2 separate regions of the Mus musculus genome follow, and region 1 is linked to region 2. The links are chromatin contacts, called in public HiChIP or PLAC-seq maps. All regions are on one chromosome and are shown on one strand. Each heading gives the region's core, a stretch centred on a gene start, on an enhancer-like site or on the middle of the called end of the contact. The rest is flanking DNA. Distances are from core to core; before and after follow the strand shown.

Region 1 (6,365 bases), core at 2,268-4,767, 1.9 Mb after region 2:
ATTTAACTGAGTGAAATCCAGAGGCCTGCTTGTCTGGAGACTCTGCAAACCCGTGGATTAGCTCAGATGTCAGCGCTGAATTATGATCCTTCAGCTGCTCGTGCTTAGCACGCCACCAGCATTAACTCGATTCCTGCCGCGGCCCTGTAAATCATGCATAGTGATTACCAGCCTACTGTGAGAGAAGGGAGGAGAGAAGAAAGGAGAAAGACGCAGGCTCTGGAGACTGCACCAGTTGTCTGGGGACCCTTTGGCCTGGTTGAATTCTAATGACAGGGTCGGGAGATAAGATAGACCCAGATGAAAATCCTTGCAGCCCGCCATCTCACACCCCAGACACATTTGGCTTTCCCGGTTGTAACCGTTCTGCTATGACTCCTTTGCTTAAGAATGCAAATTCACACAAGTGACAGAATTTCCGCCAAGCAATTCTCAGGCAGCAAGTGGGTCTTATTTGTGAAGCTGTGAAGGGAGAAAGCTGAATAAGAAACTTCTCGATTCTGCTTTCCTTTATAGATGGGGTGGAAAGGGTAAGGGCTTGGAAGTTCCAGGAGCGCAGGGGATCAGGGGGACCCTCACTGGTGTCTCAGTCTACTGGGAGCCTCCACAGGTGACCCCAATATTAGCTTACCTCATCTTTAAAAGGGGCCTGCTGGCTCAGGAAAACAGTCGGTGGCAAAGGGATTGTGTGAACTGAAGACTTGGCAGAGGCTAGCAGATTCTCTCTTCTCATTATATACCATTCCTTCTCATCTGTGTGTTTGCCATTCATTCATTTATTCATTCATGGGATAAGATTTCTCAGGGTAGTGTGATATGCACGGACTAAGGAGAGGAGAAAGATGCGATATTCAACCTTCTGTGTGCAAGACAATCTGTGATAGGCGATTGAAGATGGCTCACCGGGTAGAGGTGCTTGCCACCAAACTTGATCTGGGACCCACATGGTGGAAAGAAAAAACCCAACTTCTACAAACAATCCTCTGGCCTCCTCATGTGCATTGTGGCACACTCTTGTGCACAGCACGTGCACACATGTGAGCATACACACGCATGTTAAATAAATAAGTACTTTTTTAAAAATCTGAGATATAGGAAAGACACATGACCCTGTTAAGGGTGACAGGTAGTGGGTAGTCACTATGGAAAAGTCTAAACTCCTTTTAAAGGTAAGCAAGATCAGGAAGGAGGGGGTGACTATTGCCCGTGCCAGAATGGTTAGAAGTTGGCAGCAGAGCCAGGCTAGGTGGAAAAAAGGAAGAGCAAGGGGCTTCAGGGTCAGTGAGGCTGTGAGGCAGTAGGCTCAGGGGGGAGAGGGTTTGCCTCGGACAGGGAGGGGTTGCAAGGATTTGGGGCAAGATGCTTTTGGGCAACTCAAGAGTTTACTGTAGGAAGGTGTGGGATCCCTCATTTAAGTTTGGGGTCTCCCTACCTCTGAACCAGCATTTCCTCCTTGGACAAGACACTTAAACCTTTCTTGGTTTCTCCATCAAGTGCAAAGTAAAATTAGGAAGTCTTAGCTCACAGGTATAGACCAAGGACGAGGTGATATCTTGCGTACCAGTGTGCTTTGTAATCTGAAAGGCATTATGCAAATCTGAGTTGTAATTATTATCATTAATAGTGATAGCAGGAAGATCGGATGTGGAAACAGAAGGCTGGAAGATCACCCTATGTCTGGTGATGCTATCAGCATCCCCTCCTCGTCAGACCCCATCATTAAAGCTCTGTTCTCGAGGCAGCCTCCCCTTCCTTATCTCTGCCTTGAACAAGCTGCTGGTGGAGGCTCTGTGGTAGGCTTAGCCCCTCACCTAACAAGATAATGCCAACAGGTTTGATAGCAATGAATCTGAGATCCCCTCCCTGAGAGGGCATGGATCCAGGCTTCTGGAACCCTAGCTTGTTCCAGAAACGCCAGCAAACCCAAGGTACTCACCATTCCTACTGACTGAGAACCTCTACTTGTGGCTCAGACTAAAATAGCACCAAATTAACAAGACCCTGAAGTGTCTGGCCTGCTCACATTCTAAGTTGGTTACACAGTGAAAATATGTCCCTGACCCGCTTGCAGAGGAGTTTAGCAGACCATGACCCATGCTTCAGGGCCCAAGATCATGGGAATTCTTCCTCCTCTGAGCGTTTGCTCTCTATACACAGGCTGGAGTTCCCCATCTCCATACCTGTGCCTGTGAGGCAAAGGTGCTGCCAACCATAACAAGAGCTCAGCCTTCTGCATAAGTATCAGATGGATTTAAGCCCAGTCTGCCAAGAAGGCCATTCTTGAAACATTTGGACAGTGAACCCTTGACTTCCCAGAACACATACATTCTCTGCTGAAGACACAGCCTTTGTTAATGACAATGGCCATACCTTTCTAACCACTGGAGCTGTATGTGAATGGCTGCTTGAGAAAGTCAAGTCCAGGAACAAAGTGGGATGGCCAGCTACTCCATCCCTGATCTGCTTAGAGTTGACTTGAGTGTCTGCATGATAGTTACTGAGGCTTAGGCACCATCTAGCAACCCTGGCAGAGACAGAAGGTTTTTAATGTCTTCCATTTGGACAGTGCCCAGCCTGACAATACCTGACCAGAGTCACACTCCAATCTGGCAGCCACCTCATCCTATAATCTGTTCCCCTGTAATTCAGTTCAGGAGGCTGCACTGGCCCATTGGGTAAGCCAGAGATGAGTAAGACATGGGTCAGGCTGCTTCACTCTAGGGAGAAAAGACAAGTGTGTACACAGCCAGGATTTAAAACTGACCACCCCAGGGGGTGTATATGAAAGACATGGCACAGAGAGCCGAAGGGGAACCAGTGTGACTTAAGGATTGAAGAAAGGGCTTCAAGAAGAATGAGCATTTGACTCAAGAGTCTGAAAGGGCCTAAGAAAAGAGCACAGTAGACCCAGCATAGTGGCACACACCTGTGGTCATAGCACTGAAGAGGCAGAATCGAGAAGGTTGTAAGTTCAAGGCCAGCCTGATCTACATAGCAAGCTCCAACATATTTCAAAACACTGAAAACAGCCCAACTCCTGTCCATCTTTCTGATGGAGAGGCCACAGTTACAAAGTGGGGTATTTCCCAAGCATTTACCATCCACGTTTGGATCTTCTTCCCCAGATGACAAGAACTTCTTGAAACTGCAGAGTGATGGCCGACGAGAGGGCCAGTACGGGCGGCTCATCAGCCCACCGGTGCACCTGCCCCGAAGCCCTGTGTGCATGGAGTTCCAGTACCAAGCCATGGGCGGCCACGGGGTGGCACTGCAGGTGGTTCGGGAAGCCAGCCAGGAAAGCAAACTCCTTTGGGTCATCCGTGAGGACCAGGGCAGCGAGTGGAAGCACGGGCGCATTATCCTGCCCAGCTATGACATGGAGTATCAGGTGAGTCAGGGAAGAAAAGGGGTGTGTGTGTGTGTGCAAGAGGCAAGGGACTCACTGTGATCCCCATTCCAACATTTCAAAGAGCCTGCCCATTCATCATTAAGGGACGTGGTTAAGCTCCGCTGTTTTCATTGTGTTTCTTGTGTTGCCATGGCAACTAAATGACACTTATTTGTTATTCAGAATGCGCCTATCTCTACACCCAGACTTGGTTCTTTGTTCCTCCTATTGCCTTTTATATTGCTGAAATCTTCTCCAACAAATGTTTCTTCTCTCCATTTTATTTTAGATTGCTATCAGGTAGGCCGACAAAAGGACACAGAAGCCAGGGAAATAAACACAAATGTCCCCTCTATCCCCAAGGCAGTGGAGGGCTCAGGATGGAGGTGGCCGTGGCCGTGCCTTCCCAGACCTGCTCCAGAGAGCACGGATCCAGAAAGGGGCGTAAGATGGATAGGCATCCTCCATCAAACCCGAGAGCCCCAAACAAGTGGCTTCTCTCTCAGCTTCTATTATCTCTGTCCCACGGAGCAAGAGGCACAGATGGGCCCACACATCTGTACCCACATCTTGGGTTAGAGTAGACACACTGTGGACGAGGGCGCTGAAAACCAGCCAAGGCATTAACCTGCTCCTCCCCAGATGAAGAGCAGCAACAGATGGCTGGAGAGGCAGCCAACTGCTCTTTCAGCTTGCCAGAGGACATGTGCTCGTTTGCAGAAAGAACCTGGGGAGGGCGAGAATGAGGAGTGGTTAAAGACCACAGAGCTGAGTGTAGTGTGCAGGCTGTAGCCACTCACTTCTGAGACTACAAGGCATCCGGAGACCCTAACTCCCCAACCTGGGCCCCCCATTTATTAACCTTAGTCCCAGGGGGCATTAGAAGAACCTGTTAGAGGTTTTGTCTCCGTTTTTGTCTTTGTTTGAGTTTCTCCAGGCAGAAATGTATCTTACTGGATTTTGTTACTACCTCATCTGTGTGCCTAACACATAGTAGATGCTCAGTAAATTGTTGATAAAAGAGTAAATTATTTCCCTGCTGTTATATGAACAGATCTCTAAGTCAGAGTGTGAGGAGAGGTCATGCAGAAGGCCGTCCAAACCTAAGGACCGTGTTTCCTTTATTACCATCACTTGCTCATGTCCTCTGAGTTCTCAAATACCTGCCCTGAGCACCCGAAGGATTTCCAGGAAAGGAACCTCTGAAATAGCTAGGGAAATATCAGTACCCCTCTCCCTCAAGGATGCTTCAATTGTGGTTCTTTTAATCAGTATGTTCTTGTTACTGGACAGCAATATCTATCAACTTGTTACATTTTCTTATCCTCTCAAATGTGTAATTGATTTGAACCAACTCTTCTTAAATTAAGATTTCAAGAGATGGAGCCATGTGGTCCACAGATGTGTATGTACCAGGTGCAATAACACACACACACCGGATGAACCAGGAAGATTAGCTAATCTTGGCTCTTGTCCTTCCGGCTCTAGATCGTGTTCGAGGGAGTGATAGGGAAGGGACGATCGGGAGAGATTTCCATCGATGACATTCGGATAAGCACTGATGTCCCACTGGAGAACTGCATGGGTACGTGCCTTCCTCTCTCTTGGCGGTTGTTTCAAATAAGACATTGGGATATGCAGAAGGAAGCAACTGCTGTCTTCACATTTCCCAGAGGGTCGGGCTGTGCTAGTCTGTGCAGGAGGTGAAGTATAGACTTGGTTGAGTCTTGGGCTGAGGGTGGGAGGGGTAAGACTAAGACATGAGGTGAAGGTTTTATATATCCATCTCCCAAACAGAAATAGATGTGCATTAAGTATGTGAAAATTTGGGGTGCCGAGACCCCATCATCAGACTCCAGTTTTTAAGCAAAGAAAATGCTAGAGGACACGAGTGCCTGCCAGTCAGAATTACATGCTGGGAAGGGTTGATGGATTTAATGGAAGCCTTCAGTGGTGGGCAAAAGTGCTACCCGTGCTATATAAGAATGCTAACACAATTACCCACGCCATTCTTTCACATGAATGAACTGCAGGGAAAATTACGGCATAAGAAATCAAATGTTACATTTTGTTTTCAAGCTAATATTTCTAATGCTCAAGAGTCTAGACTTGTAGGATTAAGCATGGCGTACCAGAGGACCCCCTCACTATCTCTTTGGTCAGAAGTGCTAAGAACCAGCCCTCCTGAAATGCACACATTTCTGCCCAAGGCTCCATCCTGAAGCAGGGGTTTCCCTAAGGGCACCCCAACAACCTCCCATCCTAGCCGTGGATCTTTCCCCAAACAGAAAAGGAATAGGACTCGCTCCCAGCCAGCGGAGTTGCTGTAATAAGTTACCAAGTGCTGTTCTTGGACCTTGGGTGTCTGTGCCTAGTGATGTCAGAAGCAACTGGGACTTCCCCAGTCCCCCAAGCAACTCTCAGGGCTTGGGCATCTAAAACTAATCCCAGGTCTGAGAAAGTAATCAGTGGTAAGTGGCTGATTACAGTGCCTTGGGGACCTGTTACTCTGTGAAGGACTTTTTGTTCCAAAGCAACTTGAGCATCCTCTCTGCTTACCCTAGCCCCGTGATGATGGTAGGCAGAGTCTAGAAAACAAACAGGAGGTGGGCCACGTTCTGAAGCATATTGCCAAGTGGCCTAACAGACTCAATTGTGTCATATTCGTTAACTTTTCTCTCTATCTAACTCAACTTTTTTTCTGTTTTTTGTTTTCTCTTTCAGAACCCATATCAGCTTTTGCAGGTGAGGATTTTAAAGGTAAAAAAAAAAGAACATTTGTTTTGCATGGCTTTTTCTCTTTCCATGTGATGTGAATTTGGTGGGGGGAGTAACTCCCATTTTAACAAAGCTTGCAGGAGAAAACAAATGCTTCACTTTCTCACCACTAGGTGGCGGCAGCGACACCCATAGATTCCGGGGATTGAGATCCTCAATGTCTCTCATTTAATTAAAGCTTAGAAACCTATAATAGAGA
Region 2 (6,213 bases), core at 2,287-4,786:
TCCCAAACCTGTCACTTCAGAAAGGCTTTAGGACCTGGTGGATATTTTATAGCTAAACTCTGTTTAGCCCTGACTTTCTATAAAACGATCTCAGACTACAGAAAATGAGAGTCGCTGTTATGGTGTCAGCACAATGTTAACAGTGAACTTGATAAAGTACAAAGCAAACCCAAACATTGCAGACAAAACTTACTACTGATTATCGGTAGAATTATTTAAGATATCACTTAGAAGTCAGCAGTGGGTACAGCAACCTATGATCTCATAGACTTTACTCCATGTTTGCAAGGTTAATTTAAATATGAGATTCTATCAACACCACCAATTAATCAAAACATATAAAGGCATGCTAATAGATATTAAAAAAACATTTGGCAACACTGAGCCCTCAAAAATTATGAGCACAAAAGCTATACGGTAAGATTATTTAAATATGACAAAGTCTGCTTTGTGAAAGTGAATAGCGAGGAAAGCTACAAATGGGTAGTCTGTTGAGATTTCCAATTAAAATAAGAAAAATACACAGCACACTGGCACCTAGACTTGTTTAATAATATCTAAGTATGAACAAATGGAACAATAAAAAAATTAGCTTTCAATAGCACAAAAAGAGACTGTCTACACAGCTCAGCAAGTTCTTAAAAATGGTTGAGAAGGAAAATAAATCTATAGATCACCTAGGAATGACAACAGCAGCACAGAAACTCGGATAATAACTACAAAAGTTTTTGACCCACACAAAATGAAGTCTGAAAATAAATTAACCTTTAGTACAAAGCTAAATTCCCTCAAATAATGTGCAAATATGGTGCAACTCCACAAAGCGTTGAACTATGTGAAACACTTGCACAGGGAAGACAGAATTCTTTGAAAATAGTTCAGAAATAAATGAAAAGCTGGGGCTGGAGAAATGGCTCAGTGGGTAAGAGCACCCGACTGCTCTTCCGAAGGTCCGGAGTTCAAATCCCAGAACCACATGGTGGCTCACAACCATCTGTAACGTGATCTGACTCCCTCTTCTGGGGTGTCTGAAGACAGCGACAGTGTACTTACATATAATAAATAAATAAATAAGTAAATATTAAAAAAATAAATAAATAAATGAAAAGCTATTATTGTTAAGCAGCATCCTAAGTACTTTGCATAAATTATCTTACTGTTCATGTGAAGAGTGTGTGTGTGTGTGTGTGTGTGTGTGTGTGTAGGGGTTAGTGTCTGTGGCTCCTGCATGCCACTGTGTGCATGCAGAAGTCAGAGGACAACCTTGGGTGTTGGTCCTTGTCTTTAACCTTGTTTGAGACAAGGTCTTTAGCTCCTCCTGTCTCTACCACCCACCTAGCCAAAGGAGCTCTGGGACCGGCTCTTGTGTTACTGTGTACAGCTTTGTGCCTGTTCTGGAGATTTGAACTTGAGTCTTTGTGTGCATGTGGCAAGCACTCTACCCACAGAGCCATCTCCCCAGACCCCTTGGTGCGTTTTGGAACTGTGTAACTTTGCTTGCTGTCATAAGCGTGGGGAAACTGGTGAGCTGGTTCTTCAGAAGGCAGGTCTTGGAATTGAAAGAGATCGTAGTGAAATGGACTGTCTTTTCAAAGTAGCATGCATAAGCGAATGTAAAATAAACAAACTCTTAGTGAAGAAATAAACTCATGGCTCGCAACCAAAATCATTAGACTTAAGATTATATTTAATAGTCAGAGGCCATAGGGGTGGGGCTCCTGACTCTGAAGTTTGCACATCTCTACATCCTGAAGAAATAACTCTATGTTTTGAAAAGACTTTGCACTGAATATTATCAAATAAATGTACTTAACTATGTCTTTAAGTGTTAGACATACAGGTCATTTCTAAGATAATCATGCAGCAAGTATCTTGGCAGGGGGAAGGCTGTCATAAAATTATATTTTTTTAAAAAGGTTACCTGTAATTCTAGATACCTTGGAGACTGAAGCAGAAGGATGGAGAAGCCAAGTGAGTAAGGATGGAGTAAGCCAGTGAGACCTTACACTTCAAAGTTGGGGGGAAAGAGACTACAGGGGACTCAAATCCTTTTCAAGACCATAGGATAAGAGCAACAGAATCATAGATGTAGTAATGCCTGCAATGGATCAACGTGTCGAGAAAACACAGCTAGGAAATATCGTGTCTCTGGGCACTCACTAAGGCTGTTTCTCAAAAGAGATATCATGTATATCTATGAAGAGTTATTACTATTATTTTTGGTTCCATAAAATGTTCTAGGCTCATATCATTTTCATAATGAAAAACATGGAAACAATAAGCTTGAAAGTCAAAGTTCATTTCAAGTTCAAAGAACTTATAAATAGTAGAAAGGGGCAGACAAACATAATAGCTATAGCTGGGTCAAAGGTCTCTACATTAAGAAGCATAATTTGCAGACAAGAAAATTATGTGTTCTAAAATTATGAGTGGTTAGATCCACACTCAGGGAAATACTGGTTTGGTATGTAGCAATAATGAGAGGGCAAACTCAATTATTATTATGGTGAGAGTGAAATCATTAATTACTAGGTCAAGTCTAGAACAGTCCAACCTACCCTTCATTTACTTCATTAATTTAATTATGAATTCATTAATTTTCATAATCATTGGCTCACTCGTGAAGTTATTCATATATTCAACACTAGGCCAGACAAAGCATCGTCTCTGTAGGGCTGATTCTTAGTCTGTAAAATGAGGACAGCAGAGAGCATTACTTCCCTTCTGTAAAAGATGAGGTAACATACAGCAGGAGTGAGGTTCTAGGCACCAGGAAAATACTTAAAAACTAGAGCCTGCTTGTGACACAGTACCCAGCTCAGAGGTGACCTCTCTCAACAAATGATGAGAATAAATTGGCACTATAGCCTGTTCGCTGCCAATTATAAATCATAGCTCAGAGAAAAGATCTACCACTTGTCAATATTTTTTAATTCAATTTTTGTGAGAGCCCTAGTTGGTCTCTGAGTCAGGGAGGCTCATTGTACATTCATCAACTCTGTCATAAGATAGACCAGACTTTTGCCTAGCAATAGCCATAAAGGTTTGTTTGGTTGTTGTTGTTGTTTGCTAGTTGATGAGCCAACCCTTACCTGCATGTGAGGTGGTAAGATAAAGCCCTCGAGTGGTTCCTGGCCTCTTGATAGAAACTGTGAGGTAAGAGCTTTTCTTTGAGCATGTGGTGATGGTGACTATGGCTCCCAGTGGCTAATGAATCTTATGGCTGCTTGGAATAGCAACAAGATTCTCCAAACAGAAGGATGCTGCAAATGAGATTTTCTATAAAAAGTACATTTGGGAATTTTTGGTCTGCACATCTAAATTCAATTGAGACAAACACCACAGACTTCTGGCATCTGATAAAGGAGGGCTCAGACTCATGTTCCCATCAGGTGGCAATTCATTAGCAAGAGAATCTCAGCTTGAAAGAGTTGTGGAAAGGGCTTTGTGGGCAAATGCATGCAAAGTACCCAGCTTGGTTAGTACTCTGTAATGGTGACTCACTGCTGTCCTTGGGATCCTGTAGCCCTCCCTGTGGATGCTCAAGGTCTTGACCAAGGAAGAGATTGACTCATCTCAGTTGATTCCAGACTGAACTGGGTACAAATGAATCTAATTTTCCAGTTTTTTTTTTTTAATGTGTTTAAAAAGCATAGAAACGGTGGCATACAGAGGTGACCTGTTTTGTTTTGTTCCCACCCAGGTTCATCAGTTGACAGTTATTTTTTCTGTCATAGAAGTCACAGCATCTTAACCCATTCTCTTTCTATGCTGGGATGCACAGAAATGACAGTTGTTCCTACTGAATGTATCCAGCATTGATTGAAATTCAGCCAATATGGTGAAGCGAAGCCCCACACTAAGTCACCAAGCCCACACCTGGATGCAGTTCACCAGGACCAATAACTGCCTCAGTTTGGGTCTTCTTTGACGGAGAGCCTGGGGCAAGCATGTAGTTTGTGTGTGTGTGTGTGTAAGGGGGGGGGGGGCTACAAAGCCCTGAGTTTATTTGGGAGACTGAGACAGGGAAGGAGAAAAAGCTGACTTAAGAGTGTACTTTGGGGGTTCCCACATGAAGCAGCAGATGCTAGAAGTTCCCAGGACCTCTGCAAAGCTCACAGAATACTCTTTGAAGCATCTTTCTGTAGGACAGACATCCTCTTTCACCATTCAGGACAGCCTGGGCACTTTGAAGCTCTGCAATCTTGGGCTTCTACTTGCGCCATGGTAAGTAGAATTCAAAGAGGCCATGAGGTAAATAAAAACAAAACAAATGAGGAGAAACTTCTAGATAAATATTTGTAAAGGAAACAAAGTATTTCTCCCCAAATATGAAGAATTGTTGCATAGAAGACAATCAAATTTAGGAGGTCACTCTGTCTTGTTGCTGTTTGCCTAATAGTGCTACAGAGATTCTTAGTAATTTTTACACACACACACACACACACACACACACACACACACGCACACACACACACTGGGAGATTCATTGATTCAAGGTACTTAAAGAACCCTCTGCCCAAATGTTAGCTGACTACAAAGTTAACCTAGTACTGATTCCCATGTCGTCATAGGACAGTGAACACAGACTTTGCAGAATTAGGCCAGGAAAGTCATCTAAAAATGTAAGAACAGAAGTGATCATGTTTGGAGAGGACAGAGGAAAGAGAACTGAGAGAGACAACTAGAATGGGAGTGGAGGTGGGGGTGGGGTTGGGGTTGGGGGTAGGGGGGAGTTTTGCATCTTCGAGATGAGCTAGAAACTTAGTGGAATGGAAATTCCCAGGAATCAATGTATGTGACCCTAGCTAAGATTCCTATCAATGCTTGTAGACAGGATAAATTTTGAGTTGAAAGTTTTGTGGGTGGGTTGGTGTCTCTATCACTTCACTGGTATTTCTGTCTGCCTATAGGAGGTGACCTCTTCAGATTTCATATTCCCAGTGTACTGAGTCACAGCTAAGGTCACCCCTATTGATTCTTGGGTACCTCACTTATCCCAGGTCTCTGTGTCATCCTGGAAATGCCTCCCCCCACCTTCCCATCCCAGATGTAGATTTCCATTCATTCTCATGGCCATGTAGCCATCCCTCCTGATCCTGAATCCTCCATTCTCCTCCCCAGGCCCCTCTCTCCAAGGTCTCTCCCTCCATCTGCCTCTTATGAGTTTATCTAGTTTATCCCCTCTTCTAAGTGAGATTCAAGCTTCCTTGTTTGGGCCTTCCTTCTTGTTTACCTTTTTTAGGTCTGTGGAGTGTAACATGGTACCATTTTTTTATGGCTAATATCCACTTATAAGTGAGTACATACCATGCATGTAGTTTTGGGACTGGGTTACTACAAGTAATGCAGGCACAGAGGAGGGAGCAGAGACAGAGGAAATGGCCAACCAATAACAGGCCCAGCTTGAGACCCATCCCATGGGCAAGCACCAATCCCTAACACTACTAAGGATACTCCGTTATGCTTGCAGACAGGAGCATGTTGTCTTCTGAGAGGCTCCACCCAGCAGTTGACTCAGATATATACAGACACCCACAGCCAAACAGTGGATGGAGCTTGGGGACTCTTGACAGAAGAACAGAAGGAAGGATTGCAGGCCCTGAAGGGGATAGGAACTCTACAAGAAGACCAACAGAGTCAACTAATCTGGACCCTTGGGGCTCTCAGAGTCTGAAACACCAACCAAACACAGCTGGACCTAGGGCTCCCCACTCATATGTAGCAGATGTGTAGCTTGACTGTCATATGGGCCCTGAACAACTGGAATAGGGACTATACCAAAAGCTGTTGCCTGTATGTGGGCTATGTTCTACTAGCTAGGCTTACTTGTCTGGCCTCAGTGTGGAGACTTGAAGTGCCAGGTTGGAGGGATACTCAGTGGGAGCCCCCACTGCTCAGAAGAGAAAAGAGGGGAGGGGGTGACTGGGAAGGGGGCAATGAGTGGGATGTAAAGTGAATTAAAAAAAGAAAATTAAATTATAAAAAAGATTTCCTAGCAATGGGAGAGCTTGAACTGGCCATCTCCTGTGACCAGAGAAGACTTCCAATGGAAGGACTGTGATACCAAACCAGCCACAGAACCTTCAACCCACAATCTGTCCTGCTTACACGATGTACAGGAGTAAAGCTGGAACGGAATTTGAGGAAATGGCCAACCAATGGCTGGATCCAGCTTGAGACCCATGACATGAGAGGGAGCCCACCCCTGAC

What was found. HiChIP or PLAC-seq counts read pairs in DNA pulled down with a chosen protein or histone mark.
Region 1: an H3K27ac HiChIP or PLAC-seq map of embryonic stem cells shows a contact between it and region 2, with 6 times the contacts expected there. The contact joins two enhancer-like sites. A contact is called at or near these places in 3 of 115 datasets of contacts at active chromatin or transcription factors (all in embryonic stem cells).

The regions. Positions count from the first base shown.
Region 1 is chr1:62,780,169-62,786,533 of GRCm38.p6, forward strand. It overlaps Nrp2 (neuropilin 2), which reads left to right. Exons shown (of 17, transcript NM_001077404.1): 13 at 3,126-3,388; 14 at 4,877-4,973; 15 at 6,113-6,133. Among named protein-coding and RNA genes, the nearest start is that of 4930487H11Rik, 11 kb to the right of the region's middle. Within about 2 kb of position 3,518, at least 42 of the 459 cell types and tissues checked have an H3K27ac peak or open chromatin away from gene starts, as enhancers often do. A contact at or near this core is called in embryonic stem cells, where this site is marked.
Region 2 is chr1:60,835,890-60,842,102 of GRCm38.p6, forward strand. No RefSeq gene overlaps it. Among named protein-coding and RNA genes, the nearest start is that of Gm38137, 25 kb to the right of the region's middle. Within about 2 kb of position 3,537, at least 4 of the 459 cell types and tissues checked have an H3K27ac peak or open chromatin away from gene starts, as enhancers often do. A contact at or near this core is called in embryonic stem cells, where this site is marked.